2 separate regions of the Mus musculus genome follow, and region 1 is linked to region 2. A link is a contact called in public promoter capture Hi-C data. All regions are on one chromosome and are shown on one strand. Each heading gives the region's core, a stretch centred on a gene start, on an enhancer-like site or on the middle of the called end of the contact. The rest is flanking DNA. Distances are from core to core; before and after follow the strand shown. Region 1 holds the start of Slc10a2 (solute carrier family 10, member 2). Region 2 has its middle 160 kb from the start of Shcbp1.

Evidence for each region. Promoter capture Hi-C pulls out the DNA fragments that hold promoters and counts their contacts.
Region 1: a promoter capture Hi-C map of embryonic stem cells shows a contact between it and region 2, with 2.3 times the contacts expected there. The contact joins the promoter of Slc10a2 here to the enhancer-like site in region 2. A contact is called at or near these places in 4 of 39 promoter capture datasets (embryonic stem cells, liver and stem cell-derived epiblast-like cells) and 2 of 115 datasets of contacts at active chromatin or transcription factors (embryonic stem cells and kidney).

Annotation. Positions count from the first base shown.
Region 1 is chr8:5,103,171-5,106,820 of GRCm38.p6, forward strand. Slc10a2 (solute carrier family 10, member 2) reads right to left here and starts at 2,117. Exons shown (of 6, transcript NM_011388.3): 1 at 1,637-2,117. The coding sequence starts at 2,013.
Region 2 is chr8:4,932,970-4,936,712 of GRCm38.p6, forward strand. No RefSeq gene overlaps it. Among named protein-coding and RNA genes, the nearest start is that of Shcbp1, 160 kb to the left of the region's middle. Within about 2 kb of position 1,767, at least 10 of the 459 cell types and tissues checked have an H3K27ac peak or open chromatin away from gene starts, as enhancers often do. A contact at or near this core is called in embryonic stem cells and stem cell-derived epiblast-like cells, where this site is marked.

The DNA of each region.
Region 1 (3,650 bases), core at 867-3,366, 170 kb after region 2:
TGTCCAGCATTTAATGAACACTAGCTGGAAACATTCAGAGTCCAATAGCCAAATGTCAGGCAGAGACCAGAGAGTCTCATGGAAGAGTGGAAGAGTGAGGGATAGAATTGTGGGGGTTGGAGGGGGAGGACACCATAAGAATACCTACAGAGTAAACTAACTGGGGCCAATGGGGCTCATATTGACTAAACTGCCAATCAAAGAACATACATGGCTGGATCTAGGCCTCCATGAACATATGTAGCAAATGTGCAGTTTGGTCTTAATGTGGGTCCCAAACATAATGTGGGAATAGGGTCTGTCCCAAAATCTGTTGCCTGTATATGGGATAAGTTGTTCTTCCTGACTGCCTTGTCTGGCCTCAGTGGGAGAGGATGAACCTATCCTTACAGAGACTTGCTGTGAACCAGCGTGGGAGATACCTAGTGGGGACCCACTTGCTTAGATGAGAAGAGGCGGAGGCATGGGGGAAAATTGTGGAACGAGTGACTGGGAGCAGGGCAGTGATAGGGACGTAAAGTGATTAAGTAAAAACAAAACAAAACAGAACAACAACCCTCAAACTCCTGCTCTAGTCCCAGTAATGTTTCTTATTTCTATTAGTTACCAGTCCTCCCTCCCACCCAGTGTTAGTTAAAACTGGCACAAGTTGTATTGGACAAATGTTAAAGTTAGATTACTCTCTTGAAAAAGAGAGACATTATTTTCTCCTTATTTTATAAAAAAATAAGCATAATTAAAATGACTGCTGAAGAATGTTTCCTCTTAATGTCACCAGATTTAAAATGAATTTATGAATTCTTCATTAGCTTTCTAACCAAGAAGTATTTGTCCAAAGAACAGGCTTTTTGGTGGAGCTGATGTTGACCAGAGTTTAATATTTGATGAGAAGTTTGAGTTTGTATTTGCACTAAGACCAACTTGTCATCACACAGAAAGTTCATCCTTAATTCCATTGCAACAAGACTTTCTCAGTTGCAGTTTGTGGAAGAATTATTTAATGAAAAAGTTTGAATGTTTTCCACAGGTAATACAACTTCTTGTTAACTGAGTTAGAGTTCAAAGTGCAAGCATATTAATACAGACTAAGAAGACAAATACCAAGTCTTCCTCTCAGAGGCTGATCTTGATTTAAATTTATACATACACACATAGCCATACATACTCACAGGACTTGATAGAGAGGGAACTTTCAGGGCAGATCAGGGCGGAAATAGGGAAGATAATGGAATGTATGCGGCATGGAAGCAGGACAGGGAGTGGAACAGCAGGAGGGAGAGTGGGGAACTAGTGGTAATGACATATAATTAGGAACAAAACGCAATGATAAACATGCATACAAAAGTCACTTAGAAGGTTGCTTCTTTGTGTGCTAACTGAAAATATTAAAAATTAAAATGTAAACTACTGTTTGGTTTAGGATGAAAACTACAAAAAATACAAAGACACAAATAAGAGTCCCCATTTCGAATAGCAAAGCAGCTGTTTCAAAAGGCACATGGATGCACTTACTCTTCCCATTTAACTCCTTAGACATTTAGTCAGTGCAGCAGATCAAATGGATGTTGAAAAAGATACAGATTTTTCTAAACTTAACTCCAGTTGGCTGTAACAGTTACAGATTTTTATATCTTACCTGAGGTCCATGTCGCCATCTATCCAATAGGCCAGGATATTGGAGCCAGTTCCTCCAGGGCAGCAACCCATAATTAGCACCACTACAGCCTGTACAGGAAGGATGCCAGAGGCCACAGACAGGATAAAGCCTGTGAGAGGCATGATTCCAAACTGACAGAGGAAGCCCACGAAGATACCCCATGGTCTCTTTATATGTCCTAGGAACTTGTGGACTTCCACATTGCACCCCATAGAAAACATCACCATGGCTAAGAGGATGGTGAGCACAGTGCTCATCACTGTATTGAGAATTGCATTGAAGTTGCTCTCAGGTACTACGCAGGAATCGCCTTCGCAGACAGTTGCATTTGGGGGACAGACAGAGGAGTTATCCATCACTGCTTGTGCTGTGCAAATGGCCAAGTCCACAGAAGCACCAGTTCTGTCTCTACTGCCAGCTGAGTATGCTTTCAACACGCCAAACTTTTAAACCCTTTCTCAACATGTGGTACTTGGTGTCTCTTTGAAAAGCCACGTTAGAGAAGCAATAAAAAACAATAAATGCTAGTATGTCAGTTTCGAGAGGCTGCATTACAACATAGCACAAATAATGAATCATAAAACGTCCAGAGAAACTACTGGCCAAGACAGAAAGTTATAATTAATCATTTATTGACATGATAATGAACTAAGCCACACAGAAATAGCCACGTTAATAATTAATGCCAGGAAAGTTTGCTGGGAATAATTTTAGTTAAACTCTGAATTGTATAGAATGTTCCAAGAGTTGGAGTGGAGTAAAGTGTATTATTCTCTCCTCCAACTTTAAGTAGGGGGTACTAAAGCTTTGAAAATTATATTAAAACAAAAAAAAAAACAATAACCCCATGCCAAACTACATTATAAGTTGACTGAAGAAGATTTTCAGCTTTCTTACAATAGCTGTCAAGTGGTCATTCTTCCTTATATGAACTATGATGTCCACAAAACATATGCATGTTTCACAGACTTCTAGGGCTTGAAAAAAAACTTAGGGAAGGGTGGTTAGTCCTTGTGAGCACTGAATGTTTTCTGCTGAAGTCCATCATATGGAGCCACCTTCGTTACTTACACATGAATTATACATATATTGACATGGCAACAAAGTGTTTTATAGATAGAGACAATACAATTAGTTAGAGGCATAAACTCTAGATTAGGTCAAAGTGACAGTATAACTCTTTGTGCTTAGAGCCAGGAATTAAAGTTGTGTGTGTGTGTGTGTGTGTGTGTGTGTGTGTGTGTGTGTGTGTGTGTGTGAAATAGAAAGTATTATAAGAGGTTTTTGGAAATATCAAGTAGTTATTTTTATGATGGATGAACAGAGCGCTGTGGTAAGGTATGTAAGGAAGGCACAAAAATAGGCAGAAGACAAATGTCCAGTTCTCAGGTATTTAAACCCAACACTAGAGTAGGCTGGGTTCTAGCTTATATCTACAGACTCAGGAGTCTGAAGAGCATGAAGCATGAGGATATGAAGTTCAAGACCATCATGGACTAGAGAATGAGGTCCTGTTTCTATCTCTCTCTCCCAGGAAGACAAACACACTAACACAAACCATTTAGAACAGTTTCTTAGAACTCAGTATGCTTAAGATTTCAGGAGGCATTTTTTAAATGTAGGTTCTGACTCTTGACTTTGTTTTCTATAGAGCTCCCAGTTGAACGTAATGATGCTGAATAGGGCACCCCTTTGAGATTGGGCAGGGCTTTGATTGTGTCTCTAGTTATATCATAATAGTGAAGTCTGACTGCTCACACTCAGAAGCTACCTGTGAAGAAAAACTCCTCACAGAAATAATGGCCTTCTTATCACGACTTGACCACCGGGCAGAAGAAAAACAGTCCTAGGTCCTAGCAGCTGGAGAACTGGGGACCCTTCCCCTTTAACCTATGATTGAGTTAATGTCAGGATCAGGGCCATTTTCTTGACTGATAACTGATTAATTCTCCTTGCTAATATAACTTCTGTTCCAGTAATGTCCTTTTAAGCT
Region 2 (3,743 bases), core at 517-3,016:
AAGAAGATCAAAGTGGAGTGATGTTGAAAGATACTTTGCATATGCTTTTCTTCTATATCATTCCACATGATGTTCATTGACTTTTTCTGCAAGTTCATGTTCAAACTAATGATAAATCAAATAGTTGAATGCCTCATTAATTCATTCCACAAAATTATTGAGTGACTTACATCCCTAGCAATGTAAAATCCAATACTACCTGTATATCTCTTTAATTCCTTGCTTTTGAAATGCATTTCAAAATATACAGTGTACATTTTATAAAGAGAAGTAAACATGGTCTTGTCTTTGTACTTGAGAAGGTTTTGGCCTTAATGGAGAGAGACCACACATATACATCCTATACCAGAAGAAAACCCTAAGAGACAAAGTGAGTATACTGGAGGAAAGAAGAACTCATTTTAGGTATTGGAAAGGCGTCCCGTGAGACAGAAAGCCTGGAGTGCTGGGTGTGTATAATAGTAGGTAAATGAAAGAAGAGGTTCTCTGTGAACAAAACTACTTTGAGTGAAGAAGCTACCTGTGTCAAGAGAGGAGGACATATCACCATAATTATGCCACAGCAGTGTGTAGGTAGAGAAAAGAAAGAAGAAAATAAGCAGGAATGATATGAAAGTGAATATCCAAGTTATCTACCTATTATTTGTACAACAGGGATCCATTTTCAACCCTTTATTTTTTCATATTTGAAAAAAATGTTATTAGTATTTTACTGTATTGTAAGAGCAGGCTAGTTTTTGGTGGAACAACAACTAAGCCCCCAAATCTTAGTGAAATACCAGTGTTTTATAATATTGCTTTCTATTTGATTGGAGGGGTATGCTGGTTAGTCATGTCAACATGTGAAAACACAGCCTAGAATTTTCTGAAAGGTGGGAAGCACAATTGAGGAAATATTTCTTCAAGATCTGTCTGTAAGGCATTTTATTAATGAGTTACTGCTAAGTGAAGGCATAGCCCATTGTAAGTGGTTCTATTCCTGGCCTGGTGCTTCTGGGTTCTGTAAGAAAGCAACCTGAGCAATTCAAGAAAAGCAAACCAGTAAGCAGAACCCCTCCTTAGCTTCTGCATTATCTCATGCTTCTCGGTTCTTGTTCTTCTTGAATTCCTCTCTTGACTTTCTTCAATGATGAAGAACTATGTGAAAGTGTGAGCCAAATGAACCCTTTTCTACTCAACTTGCTTTAGGTCACAGTGTTTTATTCTAACAATAGAAGCCCTAACTAAGGCAAGTGGGAAAGGGGTGGAATCCTGTGCAGGAGCTCTGTGGTGGTTTGAATAAGAATGCCCTGCCCCCAGCCCATGCATCTGAATGCTTATTCATCAGGGAGTAGGACTCCTTGAGAAGGTCTCTCCAATCTCTTGTAAGCACCATTCTACTACAATTTTCTATCAGCTTAACTATCCGAGATGCCACATATTAAATTCATCTTTCTGTATCTGGATCTTGAATTGCATCTGTATTGTTGCATATGAAAATGTCATTTTTATGGCCAAATAGAATTTCACTGTGTATATATACCACATTTATTTGTTTACTCATTATTGGATGGATGCAAATGGCTTTCAAGGCTTGGCAATTGTGAATAATGCTGACTTAAACATGAGTTCACATATCCATTTTCTTTGGATATGCATCTGGTAGGTAGGAGTTTTTTAAAAAAATAATTATTTTACTTATTTACATCTCAAATGTTGCTCCCTCTTCCTGATCCCCTCTTGCAGATTTCTTCCCTCATCCCCCACCCCTTTGTCTCTGTGAGGTTAACCTCCACTTAGGTATCCCTCCACCCTGGGGCATTTAGTATTTACAGGATTAGGCAAATCCTCTCCCACTGAGGCAAGACAAGGCAGCCCTCTGCTACATAAGTGCAGGGGACCTCAGACCATCTTGTGTATGCTCTTTTAAAACTATGTGTCTTAATTACATTTCAGAATGCTAGACTGAAGGTTGCCATGTGGCCCATACCATCTTGGACATTAGATTTTGAGTTTTATTATTAAATAAAAAGGATATTTTTGTTGTTCAGTATTAAAAACACAGTTAAGAGATTTAAAATGTTTTAACTAAATTCAAAAGGTAACTACAGTTCAAACTTGTTTTCTAAATCTCTAAGAGTTGGAATGATTTGGAGTTAAGAAACAATTTTTGAGCAGGGTGGTGGTAGCTCATGTCTTTAATCCTAGCAGAGATAGGTAGATCTTTATAAGTTGGTTGTTCTATAAATTCTAGAGCTACAGTGAAAAGGGGTGGTGGTGGTGTCCACCTTTAATCCCACCACCCAGGAAAAAAACTCAGATACAGTTCCTAATTGGAACTAAAAATCACATGCCATATTTAAAGAATTTATATCTAGGTGGTGATAGTTCACACTTTAATCCCAGCACACGGAAGGCAGAGGCAGGCACAGGAGGCTTTTGATCCTGTGAAGACTTGATGCTCCAGTGTAGAGGAATGCTACGGAGTGGGGAGTGGGGAGTGGGTGGGTGGTGGGGAACACCCTCATAGAAGTAGTGTAAGAGAGGATGAGATAGGGGGTTTTCAGAGAGGAAACCAGGAAAGGGGATAACATTTGAAATGTAAGTAAATAATATATCCAATAAAAAAAAAAGAATTACAGTGATTTAAATTTAAAAGCCACTTGCAAAAGGCAGGCTGAAATTCAAAGTGAATATTTTTGTGATCTAAAAATGAATACACTTAAAGTTTGAATTAATATATGAAGACAAAGGGGGGTGTAGGTACATTTATTCACTAAGGTATATGTGCTTTCAAAATTTCAAAAGAATCATTTTCAAATTTTAATTGAGAGGTAATACTTTTTTCTGTTTCCCAAAAACATTTGCCCTAGGAAAGATATAACCTGCCAAAAAAAGAACAACCCCCACATCCCCAAGACTTGGGGTTGGGGCAGGATTTTGCTTTTTTATTTCCAGGAGAATAAAAGCATCCAACTAAGGAATCCAGAGACTACTGGACAAGTGACACATTTGGAGAAAAAAGGACAGATCATCAAGAGAATATGCCCCAAGAAAAAGAGTAAATTGGCCAGATGTAACATTTGAGGTCTCCAAGAAGATGCTGGGGTCCTGCAATGACAAATCTACCTGGATTGTAATAATGCTACCACTGGGAAAAGCTATCCCATGCCTCTTCTGCTGCCAAGTTTTGTACAGTGAACACCTCTAGATTGGCTGCTATATTCTACCTAGCTAGGAATGCCTCTAAGTTGAAAAACACATTCCAAAGATCAACTTTGGACCATAAGCTGCTCAGAACGTTCAAATCGCTGAGTTCATATAAAACTGAAACCAAAATTTTACAGAACTTTAAACTCAAAAATACTTAATCCTAAGACAACCAAATACAACTAAGCTGGACATTGTGAAAATCTTGGCAAATATAGCTTCATTATTATAAATAATTTTACTGTGTTAGAGTAAAAAATATTTCCTTTATATTTAGACAAAAAGGTGAATATAGGAATAATATAAGAATAATATGGGGGGGGGCGGCTGGCGAGATGGCTCAGTGGGTAAGAGCACTGACTGCTTTTCCAAAGGTCCTGAGTTCAAATCCCAGCAACCACATGGTGACTCACAACCACCCATAATAAGATCTGACGCCCTCTTCTGGTGCATCTGAAGTCAGCTATAGTGTACTTATGTATAATAATAAATAAATCTTTGGGCCGTAGCAAGAGCGGCCAACTGGAGCGAATGTGGCTGACCAGAGCAAGTGG